Linked DNA regions of Mus musculus: regions 1 and 3 are each linked to region 2. The links are chromatin contacts, called in public HiChIP or PLAC-seq maps. All regions are on one chromosome and are shown on one strand. The core of a region is the stretch at or near the end of the contact, and the rest is flanking DNA. Distances in the headings are between cores, read along the strand shown.

Region 1 (3,751 bases), core at 1,198-3,697, 150 kb after region 2:
GACAGTAAGCCTGGGCATCACCAGTACCACAGTGTATTAGTGCCATCAACTGATGGCACTCTTTAAGCAATAGAAAAGTCAAACAGCTTTCAAAACTCAAAGCTTCAAAGAAAACATAGGTCTCAGCTGTATACAGAGTGTGCACGATGAACCGCCCTCGAGGTAGAGGCTGTGATTGCATATGAAGAACAAGCCCCGCCTCCCCATCCTGCTCCAGAGCACAGTTCTTTTGTTCTGAATAAGGAGGTTTCAGAGCAAAGCTGGTAGAATACCAGCCCTTCAACGTGCACTGCCCTTTGGAAGTGGAGGTGGGGTGAGACCAGAAGAGAAAGCCCACACTTACAAACACCATGGAACTTTGATTCTAGGAAGCAAGTTTGCCATGTATAAATAAAGGTAAGACTTCTAAGAAGTGACTCATTCTATTCTCAGGGCAGGAGGGCCCATTAAGTTGAAACTCCCCTCAGAATCATATAATTAGTGTGACCAGGAGAGGAAGTCCTACAGACAAGGGTGTACAGGGGCGATGTTAAATTAAACAAATCACAGAAAACATGAATCACTTTTTCAGAGTAGTTACTTCTGGTGTCTCTAGGACCAGTATGTAAGAGAGAGATCTATTTCAGTGTAGGTGATACTATGATACATGTGAGCGTGTGTATAAATGCATGCAGATATACATTCATGCATGTATATGTTTTCATCCATAGGTTTTGTCGTCTGATCCTTCAAGAAACTAGAGAATCCTTCTCAAGAGAAAATAAACTGTCCGTAAGGCCAGTTCAGAAACACCACCCTGCCCCAACATTGTGTCTTGGGATTGCCTATAAAGAAATGATTTGTGTTACTTTGTCTGATAGTGTAACTAGCCTTACCACCTGCTCTCTATACAGGGAAAAAAATGCTACAGCCAGCCCAAGCCCAAAAGAATTTGAAGGAACAGGTCTGAGTAAGCTGCCCTGCCCCAGCTACCAGCACTAGCCCAGACATTACTGTACATGCTTCCACAGTCCACACTTAAATGAGTAAGAACTGACTTGTGGGAACCTCACAAGCTCCTGTACCCAGGATCTCCAGACCTAATCACGTTTCCTCTTCTCTAATTACATTGTCTGGAACCTTTCAAATATCCATTGCAACAAACTTGGGAGATGTGGATGTGACTAAGGTCTGTGAGCTATATCAGAAAACTAATAATGAATAGGGGTATCCGGAGTCTCACAGGCAGAAACTTGTGATGGAAGTAGAGGTTGTCCGGTGCTACAACCACTCCAGTAGTGACACGCATGACAGGCCCCAAAAACCTGGACGCAGTCCTGAGATGAAAAGTTCACGAAAACTTAGTCTCCTGGAAATTTGGCTAGAATGACCCAGATTTGTCCCTGGGATAGTGTGGGGGGTCTTGCACGCTTTCTTAAAATATTTTACTGGATAAGAGTTAGAAATCTCAGGGCAAGCTTAGCAAAGTATACTTAGAATCTTCATTATAGTCATGGATGGCAGACTACATTACTTATTAGTAGAAAGCCCCCCCCCCCAACACACACACAATCACTTAGAATAATAGCTGAGCTACTCTCATATGCAAGAATTTACAATTATCTAGGAAGAAGGAAGGTTGTGGTCTAAGAAGGAACTAGAGTAAAAACTTAGAACTATAGATAGCTGAGTTACACCCATACACAGGTATTTACAATGGCCTAGGGGGAAGGTGGAGTATACAATAGACTAGAGTAGGAACAATGGCAAGGGTGTGAAGCCCTTGCCCCTGGCTTCTAAAATTAACCCCACCTTAGGTGGGGTTACTATGGATCCCAATTGTTAACACTGATTTTATCCCAGTTGGTTCCCATTAGCTTTTTTTTTTTTTTTAAAGATTTATTTATTTATTACATGTAAGTACACTGTAGCTGTCTTCAGACACACCAGAAGAGGGCGTCAGATTTTGTTACAGATGGTTGTGAGCCACCATGTGGTTGCTGGAATTTGAACTCTGGACCTTCGGAAGAGCAGTCGGGTGCTCTTACCCACTGAGCCATCTCACCAGCCCCCCATTAGCTTTTAAGTACGCACTCCTCTGTTTTGTAGTAAAAGTAATTTTGCATCAGATAACTTCAATGTACCTTGAATGGCCTTAATGTATCACTTAATTTCTTTGTTTCCTGTAATATAAAAGACGGACTTCGACAATTACATTCAGATACCACACTCCCTTGTGTTCATATTTGTTTGTCACCCCCTTCTCGCCAATTCCTTGCCCGCCTATAACCACCGGAACCCCATTTTCCTGCAGATCGAGGGCCCAATTGAGGTTCTTCTGCAGCAGTCTGGTAGCAGTGAGGCTGTCTGCAGGATCTACATAATCTCCACACAGAGGTAGTGCGGGAAGGAACAGACAGGCAGAGCCGTGCATGGAACTTTCAGCACACTGCTGGGGTAAAAGCTCCACACATTCTTGGATCTAAAGTGGTCTGTGTCGTGAGAGTACAGGCGGAAATGCTGAGGCGGAAAGACTGTCCCATTGAGTTCAAAAGCACTCCAGAGCAGAGATACCAGCGCCTGTTCCAACTTACATGAGTTCTCACACAAGGGTCATCAACAGGCTGCAAGAGCTAGGTAATAGACCTAATGCTCTGTACGTCATACATACATGTGAAATACATGTATTTTCATTATGAAGAGGATCCCAAACATTTATCAGACTATCAAAGCAGGACACAAACTGAGAAACATTTGTTGCTGAAATGATACTGTTATCTGATTCTGTGGTTAGAACAGTCCAGCATTCCCTAGGGACTCCCTGTTTTATCCAACCAAAGACTACCTGCATATCTACTGAGATCGGCCACAAACCAGTCAGGCTTAGCATATAGGCATCTAGCCAATCAGCACGGGTTATCCTAACAGAATAAAACTAAAACACACGAATAAAGCAAAAGGGGCTCACAATACATGTCATATGCCAGGTGATACTAATGAAGGTATGGTTTCCACAGGACTCCTTTGTCAATTCTATATATCAGTACCATGGCCTTCCGATTGCCAGCCTGGCTTTGTGAAAAGATGGCCTCACAATGCTTGAGGAATGAAATAGAGTTACCATCAGTTCTAAGAAAAGATGACAGTGGCTCAGACCATCAATAGTCACATCCAGCTGGAAGGGACCAAAACCCAAAACAAACTCTTCAAAGAAGGTCACACCTCAGAGAAGATTCTGAGACTTCTTTCCATATCACCAGCCTTTTCATTTTCTAAAGAGTGACAAGAAAGTCTCTAAGCATCACATAAAATGTCACCTTCACAGAAAAGAGGGCCTGAGAAGCAGATTGAAAAGAGAGACTGTGTCAAAGGGAATGAAGGATCCCTAAGCAGGCAAAAGTCAGAGTGCCTGTGGACACTTTACGGCTTTCCTCTATAGCAAAGAAGAGACTGTGGGAAGCTCTTTGCTGTGCTCTCCACATAGGGTTTCCTGAGAGGAATGCAGGGAACGTCCATTTAGCCTGCAGAATGACTGAGGTAAGGACACAGCCTCCAACAACAAGAATCCCCGTGATCCCCAGTTTTTCTCACCTCCACAGGAAACCTCCGGCCATTGACACTATGCTCTGAGCCAGCGGAGCCATTGCTGTGGCCCCAGTGAAACTCCACCTTCTCAGCTTTGAATCTGCCCGGCAGTCCGGCACCACTCACAAAATAATCGTCTTTCAGCAGGATGGCAACTGTCAAATGGGAAGGAAGAGAAGGAAAGAAA
Region 2 (3,644 bases), core at 36-2,535:
TTTAACTATTAAGACAAGATCATGCTGGAGAAAAACCATAGGTAATGCCGCATTTTAATGGATAGGAGGATCCACTCCAGTGGTGACAATGGGCAAAGAAGCAGCGTTTGTAAAATTCTCCTGCAGGATGAACTGAATCCACATTAGAATAATGCCTTCTGGACTCAGCTCCAGAGAAAGTGCTGAACAAGATATACATATGTATGGACGCTTAAGGAAAGACTGCAGACACCTGACTCCAGGCACTACTTCCATTCCTTGGTACTGCCAGACCCAGGCTGCAATTCTGTATGGATGATAAGGAGATGGCAGCATTTTATTTCCCATTTTCTCTCCTCTTATCCCCTGATGTGTGTGTGTGTGTGTGTGTGTGTGTGTGTGTGCGTGTGTGCATACCCACTCACTGGGGAATCTGAGGCTGATGTCAGGCATTGATCATTCTCTATCTCTTTGCATCATACTCACCAGGACAATCTCCCTCAGTCAAACCCCAAGTATAGCTAGTTTTGAGGACCAGCTTGCCTGAGGACGGCCTGTTCCAGCCTTACATGGTTGCTAATTACAAGCGGGCCACTGCACTCACTCAGTATTTTTGTTTCCAGAGATGCAAACTTTGATTCTCATGCTTGTGCAGCGAGTGTTTTTACTGTTGAATCACATTTCTTCCCAGGCCCATGGCTTTGCCTAGTATTTACGATGGATGTCGACTGGAGTCTCATAACCTATACTGACTACTGGTCAGCCCAGGTGTCTAGACTCCACCCAAACTGAACACATTTGAATCTACATTATCATACAAGAGAGAGGCCAAGGTCACTGGCTAAGAGCTGGTTAGAATGCCAGTGTAGGTTCACAGGGAAGAGTAAAAGAGGCAAGTTAAGAACCTGCTTGTGTGCCCTGAAAGCCTTTAAGGAAATCCATCTCCCCAGCTCCGACGACTGGGTTGATCGGCACAACTTACAGAGACCTCACTTGCTCACTGCTTGCCCTTACTGATGAGAGAAAAGATAAGAGAGGGAGGCTTCTGAGAAACAGCGGACCAGGACCTGAAATACTGGGCTGTTTTTTTTCTGACAGAGGCAGTTGTGGAATTCCTAACCACTCAGCTTTTCCAAATTGGCCCTTGTGCCCCTGAAATCAGTGCTCTCTGCTAGCTTCAGAAAGAACACTGGAATCTGAAGTTTTGAAGCATTAATACATAGATGGACACTTTTCTCCTGGGGTGTGGTGTCTGTGTGTGGCGGGGTGTGTGTGTGATGCAACTGCGGCCTCTGTACGATGGCTAGCAAGGAGCCAGTGAAGCCACAGAAACAGGAACCTGTCCCTTCCCTGGGAATAAACAGCAATGTAGGGTGCAGGGTCTGATAAAAGTGCAGCCCTCTGCAGGCAGCTTGTAATGAATTAGAAAGCAAGTCGGGGTTCTTTTTCTCTGTTTGGTCCCTTCCAGGGAAGGCAAACACCTGCATTCTTCTCCTTGTGTCCTTGCTCTAGAGCGCTGACAAGCACAAAGGCATGACAAAGCACTTTCTAAAAGCTCCAGTTTCCAAATGTCAAAATGCTTGGAATCCACAAACACTTCTGCAGACATCCACTCCTCGAAAGTGTGTGTTTTATTGGAGTCTATTAGATAGCTGTAGCTGCCAAAACAACACAGTATGTTGATGGCCTTCAAATCCCTGAGCTCGCCAACGTCCACCCCTCACTACAAGAAGAAGAAGAAAAAAAAAAGTGGGCAAATCTTAATTTCAATAGCTCAAGCATTTAAATATTTGAAGACAGAAGCATTTATCTTAAGTAAAAAAAAAGAACCCTTTTGAAAATCAACTACACTTTTTCCTCAACCCTACAGAAATAAATATTTGGACTAATTTCTTTAAAAACAAAACAATGTTGGCTTCGCCATTAGGAAGAAAATTCGTCTCTATTTCATTTTCTCCTCACAGCTGGCAGATCCTGTTCAGGAACCAAATTGCTAGCCCTACCTTTTCTGTCAGAGTGTGAATTAAAAAGAAAAACATGCTCAAAGGAAAATGACTGCTCTCAGCAGAAAAATTCAGAATAGCCTGGCACCATGCCACCTAGCTTTGCCCAGAGGATAAAGGGCTGCCCTGCCTGGTCTCCTTCTACAGTTCCTGCTCCATGTAACCCGAGAAAGGTCAACACTGGATGTCTTTGGGCACTACTCAGCATCTCCTCTGATTTGTTTAAGGATGGGCATGTGACACAAGGCCAGACTTTGGTTGGCTGAGTTCTCAGAAACATCTTCAGGAATCCTTTCTTGATAGAAGAACTGGCTTTAGCCAGCTATTGACAGCTCTTGACCTCAAGGGTCAACTAGGACTAGTGCGATCATAGTGGACCATGGAACCAGACCAAACAAGCAGGGAGCTGAGCTCTGCCAGAGTACAAGGTCAGTTCCAAAGCCATGTAAGAAGCTTTCTGATTGGAGAGACCTCTGGATGCAAGACAGATGAAACACCAGGCTTCACTGTCTAGTTAGAAGTCAGTCCAGTGCAGGAAGGCTCACACAGCCTCACCTTGAAACACCCTGACTATTGCTTCTCCAGGTACACTGTCTGCTTGGATGTACTGAAGTGGTCATCTCTGTTTGCTGTAGCCACGACAATGTCCAAGCAGAGCATCATCTGACTGACTACTCCCTATTCTCTACCCTCTGCCTTGCTTAGGAGAATCTCTGGACCATCCCCCAAGATCAAAGCTTTATTACCTATGTTCTTAGTTAAGTACTGGTATTGTTACTCTATTCTAGAACTCCCCCCCCCCCACTGTTTCCTAAAGCTGTAAGTTTGGCTGGGTAGGGAAGGGGCCATATAAACAGAAGAGCCTTACAGGAATCCCTCACTTCAGATAGTGCTGGTTAGTGGCTCCTTCCTAGTATCTTTCTATCTTATCCATTGCTCTTGGCCCTACACATAAGGCCTCTTACTATTTTTTCCCAGTGCAAGCCGAGGTCTTTTTTAAGATTACATTTACTTGTTTACTCTGAAGGGCTGTGCATGTGGAGGCAGTGGCCAGTGTGTGGGAGTTGCTTCTCTCCTTTCATCACATGGACCCTGGGGACTGAACTCATGTCATTAGGTGTAGCTGCAATCGGCTTTCCCACTAACTCCTTTACAGTCTGTAGGCTGAACTCTTGATAAAGAACGTGTACTTTCCAAAACGTGCTCCTTTATTCTGTCACTGCTCAGGGGGCAGCTGAAGGGCCCTCAGGCCACAAGTGGCTGACTCCTCAGCCAGGGTACCAATACCACTCCAGTTTTACCAGTTTCTTCCTGTGATTAACTGCTTGGCCTGAATCCTACCTTTCAAGGAGGCCATCTCAGACCCAAGTCAGAAGAAAGGAGGGCAGCAGTGGGTTAGAAACACTTGGTTTGTGATCTTATATGAAAACTGCGGGTCCCCGTACAGCACCCAATGCCTCCGTCCATACCCTGATGCCCTGTGTGGGCCATGCTAGGGCACCATCTATCTCTTAATGCTTTTGCATCACTGATCCAGTTGATACATGTAAGGAGCCTGTTCCGAAACAGCTTGATTGCCTTAGATATTCAGTGCCCAGGAAAGCTCACATGTACCATGTCCCAGCTGGTGGCACTACTGAGAAATGGGAGACAGGATCAAGT
Region 3 (3,741 bases), core at 516-3,015, 210 kb after region 2:
CATTTACATTTGCAATGCTATACCAAAAGTCCCCCATAGCCACCCACCCCTTCTCCCCTACCCACCCACTCCCCTTTTATGGCCCTGGCGTTCCCCTGTACTGGGGCATATAAAGTTTGCGTGTCCAATGGGCCTCTCTTTCCAGTGATGGCCGACTAGGCCATCTTTTGATGCATATGCAGCTAGAGTCAAGAGCTCCGGGGTACTGGTTAGTTCATAATGTTGTTCCACCTATAGGGTTGCAGATCCCTTTAGCTTCTTTGGTACTTTCTCTAGCTCCTTCATTGGGGGCCATGTGATCCATCCAATAGCCGACTGTGAGCATCCACTTCTATGTTTGCTAGGCCCAGGCATACTCTGACAAGAGACAGCTATATCAGGGTCCTTTCAGCATAATCTTGCTAGTGTATGCAATGGTGTCCGCATTTGGAAGCTGATTATGGGATGGATCCCCGGATATGGTAGTGTCTACATGGTCCATCCTTTTATCTCAACTCCAAACTTTGTCTCTGTAACTCCTTCCAAGGGTGTTTTGCTCCCACTTCTAAGGAGGGGCATAGTGTTCACACTTCAGTCTTCATTTTTCTTGAGTTTCATGTGTTTAGGAAATTGTATCTTATATCTTGGGTATCTTAGGTTTTGGGCTAACCCTGAGATTCCACCTCACACCAGTCAGAATGGCTAAGATCAAAAATTCAGGTGACAGCAGATGCTGGCGAGGATGTGGAGAAAGAGGAACACTCCTCCATTGTTGGTGGGATTGCAGGCTTGTACAACCACTCTGGAGATCAGTCTGGCGGTTCCTCAGAAAACTGGATATAGTACTACCGGAGGATCCAGCAATACCTCTCCTGGGCATATATCCAGAAGATGCCCCAACTGGTAAGAAGGACACATGCTCCACTATGTTCATAGCAGCCTTATTTATAATAGCCAGAAGCTGGAAGGAACCCAGATGCCCCTCAACAGAGGAATGGATACAGAAGATGTGGTACATCTACACAATGGAGTACTACTCAGCTATTAAAAAGAATGAATTTATGAAATTCCTGGCCAAATGGATGGACCTGGAGGGCATCATCCTGAGTGAGGTAACACATTCACAAAGGAACTCACACAATATGTACTCACTGATAAGTGGATATTAGCCCAAAACCAACAGGCACTTTTAATGAGCTTCCCTTTTCTTAAAGTCTAACACAAGCTTCCAATGAACGCAGGCCCTCGCTATGAACCATGGGAAACCTCATGGGTGTGACAAGAATGAACTGTGTTTATCGACCAAATTCAAAGTGTGTGCTCTTTTTGCCACTTCTGACAACCATCAAGTCCTCTGCAGAACACTTCCCTGGTCATATATGTGATAGAGTTTACTATTCTCTGTGGTATGAATGCAGGACTGAATCACCACTGAGACCAGGAGAAGCAGATAAAAGACACCTACCTCCTGCTGGCACCTAGTGTATCCAAGTTATCAAGTTCAATATGGTTTCCATGTGATACAAACAGAAACAAAAGTGAAAAATGCACCAGCAAATACAGAAATAAACAAATCAATTAAGCAGTAAATATATCAACCAAGAAGCCTGGGCTGGATGGAGACACGTACATTCCAACAGTGATGGTTAATAAGATCTGTTCAGTTCTCTTCCCTAAGGGGCAAGAAAGGCAACCATGTATCCAGCTGTGATACTCAATCTGCCTTTTAGAATGACCTAGTGGGCAACCTTTTGGGTATATATGTGAGAGCATTCCAGAGAGGCTTAAGGGAAGACCCACCCAGGCCGAATTAAAAAGATCAAGAAGGCAGTGTAAACTGTGAGCCTGCATTCTCTGCTCTGCTTCCCAATTCAAGCTCAACACTAGGAGCAGATTTGGGCCCCTCCCTACCAGAATGGGCTGACTTTGTGCCCTCAAACTGGGAACCAACCGAAACTCTAGTTCTTAAAGCTCGGTGTATTTTATCAGAGCACCAAGAATGTAATTAATAATACAGCTTGCTCTGCCTGTCCTCATGGATAATGCCCTCAGTCCTACGTCATTCACAATTCACAGAAAGGGCCTATGCAAACACTGAGTGCGCTCTAACAGCCTTTGATGAAGCTACAAATCCACAGAAGCAGTGTGACAGAGGTACCAAATGCTTGTGTGCATCAACATGCAGAAAAAACCCATGTGTTTGCTGAAATCCAATTTCATGATTTGTAGGCCTATCTTTTCTGGCTTAGGTGAGTTCACACAAAATCTTCCAGCTGCTCTGATATTCTGTTTTGGTTTTGTTTTGTTTTGTTTTGTTTTCTGTTTAAGGACTTTCAATGACAGCAGGAGCCTAAGATCTTTTCAGGAAGAGTCAAAAAAATCTACTGCATTAAAGAGGCCCTGTACATTAAAGAGGCCCTGGTTCTATGTTTAAGTATGCTAGTCATGACACGTATTTGCTTGCAGGCCTGTCGTCATCTTAGGACTCGGGAAGCTGAGGCAGGAGTATGGCCCACTATTTTGAACGCAGGTTAGGCTAGACAGTAAATTTTAGGCCCCTACAAACCTGGTTCGCCCCAGCGTTGTCCACAGCAGGTGCTGCAGTACTATATATATATATATATATATAGGCCTGCAGGATAGGTCAGGCGAGTTTTCATTCATTCTCAGCAAAGCCTTCAAGGACTTATGCGACACCACCGGTGCTGTGTAGAGCAGCCTGGGTAACAAGGGAGAAGCCAGCTGGTTTGGATGCCAGATCTTTGGAGTCCCAAAACCACTGAATAATCAGCTTGAAAGATGTGCATCAATGTTAGACTGTGAGGATATTCAAAACTAACACAAGCACACATACACACACAGAGCCAAGTCTTTCTTAAGATTGTCCTTTGAGTGGATGGAGAAAAGGCTCAGTTGTTAAGAGCTCTTGCTGTTCATGCAAAAAGGACCAGGGTTCAGTTTGCAGCACCCATGTGGGGGTGGGGTCTCAAACCTACTGTAATTCTAGTTTCAGATGTTCTTCTTCCCTCTTCTGACCACTGCAGGCACTGCATGTAAATGGTGCACATACATACAAGCAGGAGAAATATTCATTAAATAAAACACATGACTATTAAAACACGAATGCCGTACTTTGACAAGGCAGAGACTGACGACTTTTCTAGCCTGTCCCTGGAGAACTGACTACTCTCACACTCACCGTCTGATTGCTGCATTGCATGAAGCTCTCTGGTCCAGTGGAAAAAGGAGCTTCAGACTGTGAAGGGGCTGCAGAGTTGTGCGAGCTGAGAAGGGGACTTAAGTTCACCTCAGTCTATAAGCATCCCCAGATGCTTACCAAACTCACATGCTCCTGAGCATCGAGAGTGGGATGAAGGGTAGGAAATAAACTACCTCAGTACTGAGACGTAGGACACAGTCCAATTACGAGGTCACAATCATGTGAAAGTGGGGCATCAGCAGGACTCACCTGGGTGTGATTTCCATGGAACATTTAGACTATGTCTGAGAGGTTTGACTGTCATAACCAGAAGAAAGGTGATACAGGGGGTGACCCCTGGGATGCATGCGATGACTCTTGCTTAGGCCCCTCCACACAAAGTAACTACCAAGTCCCAGAAGTCATTACCTCTCCGAATGAGAATTCTGAACACAACTCTTGAAATTTTGTCCCCTCTGGAGCTCAAGTACGGCACAGCTGTTTAATAGCTACTGAATAGAGAAGAGCATCTTTCAGCATGCAGGAAAGAAAGAAAACAGAGT

What was found. HiChIP or PLAC-seq counts read pairs in DNA pulled down with a chosen protein or histone mark.
Region 1: a contact with region 2 is called in an H3K27ac HiChIP or PLAC-seq map of embryonic stem cells, with 18 read pairs. The contact joins two enhancer-like sites. A contact is called at or near these places in 4 of 484 Hi-C or Micro-C datasets (embryonic stem cells, liver and nephron progenitors) and 5 of 115 datasets of contacts at active chromatin or transcription factors (cardiomyocytes and embryonic stem cells).
Region 3: a contact with region 2 is called in an H3K27ac HiChIP or PLAC-seq map of embryonic stem cells, with 22 read pairs. The contact joins two enhancer-like sites. A contact is called at or near these places in 2 of 484 Hi-C or Micro-C datasets (embryonic stem cells and nephron progenitors) and 3 of 115 datasets of contacts at active chromatin or transcription factors (all in embryonic stem cells).

The regions. Positions count from the first base shown.
Region 1 is chr14:11,962,542-11,966,292 of GRCm38.p6, reverse strand. It overlaps Ptprg (protein tyrosine phosphatase, receptor type, G), which reads right to left. Exons shown (of 30, transcript NM_008981.3): 4 at 3,571-3,719. Among named protein-coding and RNA genes, the nearest start is that of 3830406C13Rik, 320 kb to the left of the region's middle. Within about 2 kb of position 2,447, at least 13 of the 459 cell types and tissues checked have an H3K27ac peak or open chromatin away from gene starts, as enhancers often do. A contact at or near this core is called in embryonic stem cells, where this site is marked.
Region 2 is chr14:12,111,377-12,115,020 of GRCm38.p6, reverse strand. All of the region lies in intron 7 of Ptprg (protein tyrosine phosphatase, receptor type, G), which reads right to left. Among named protein-coding and RNA genes, the nearest start is that of 3830406C13Rik, 170 kb to the left of the region's middle. Within about 2 kb of position 1,285, at least 27 of the 459 cell types and tissues checked have an H3K27ac peak or open chromatin away from gene starts, as enhancers often do. A contact at or near this core is called in embryonic stem cells, where this site is marked.
Region 3 is chr14:11,900,970-11,904,710 of GRCm38.p6, reverse strand. All of the region lies in intron 2 of Ptprg (protein tyrosine phosphatase, receptor type, G), which reads right to left. Among named protein-coding and RNA genes, the nearest start is that of Gm52128, 330 kb to the right of the region's middle. Within about 2 kb of position 1,765, at least 9 of the 459 cell types and tissues checked have an H3K27ac peak or open chromatin away from gene starts, as enhancers often do. A contact at or near this core is called in embryonic stem cells, where this site is marked.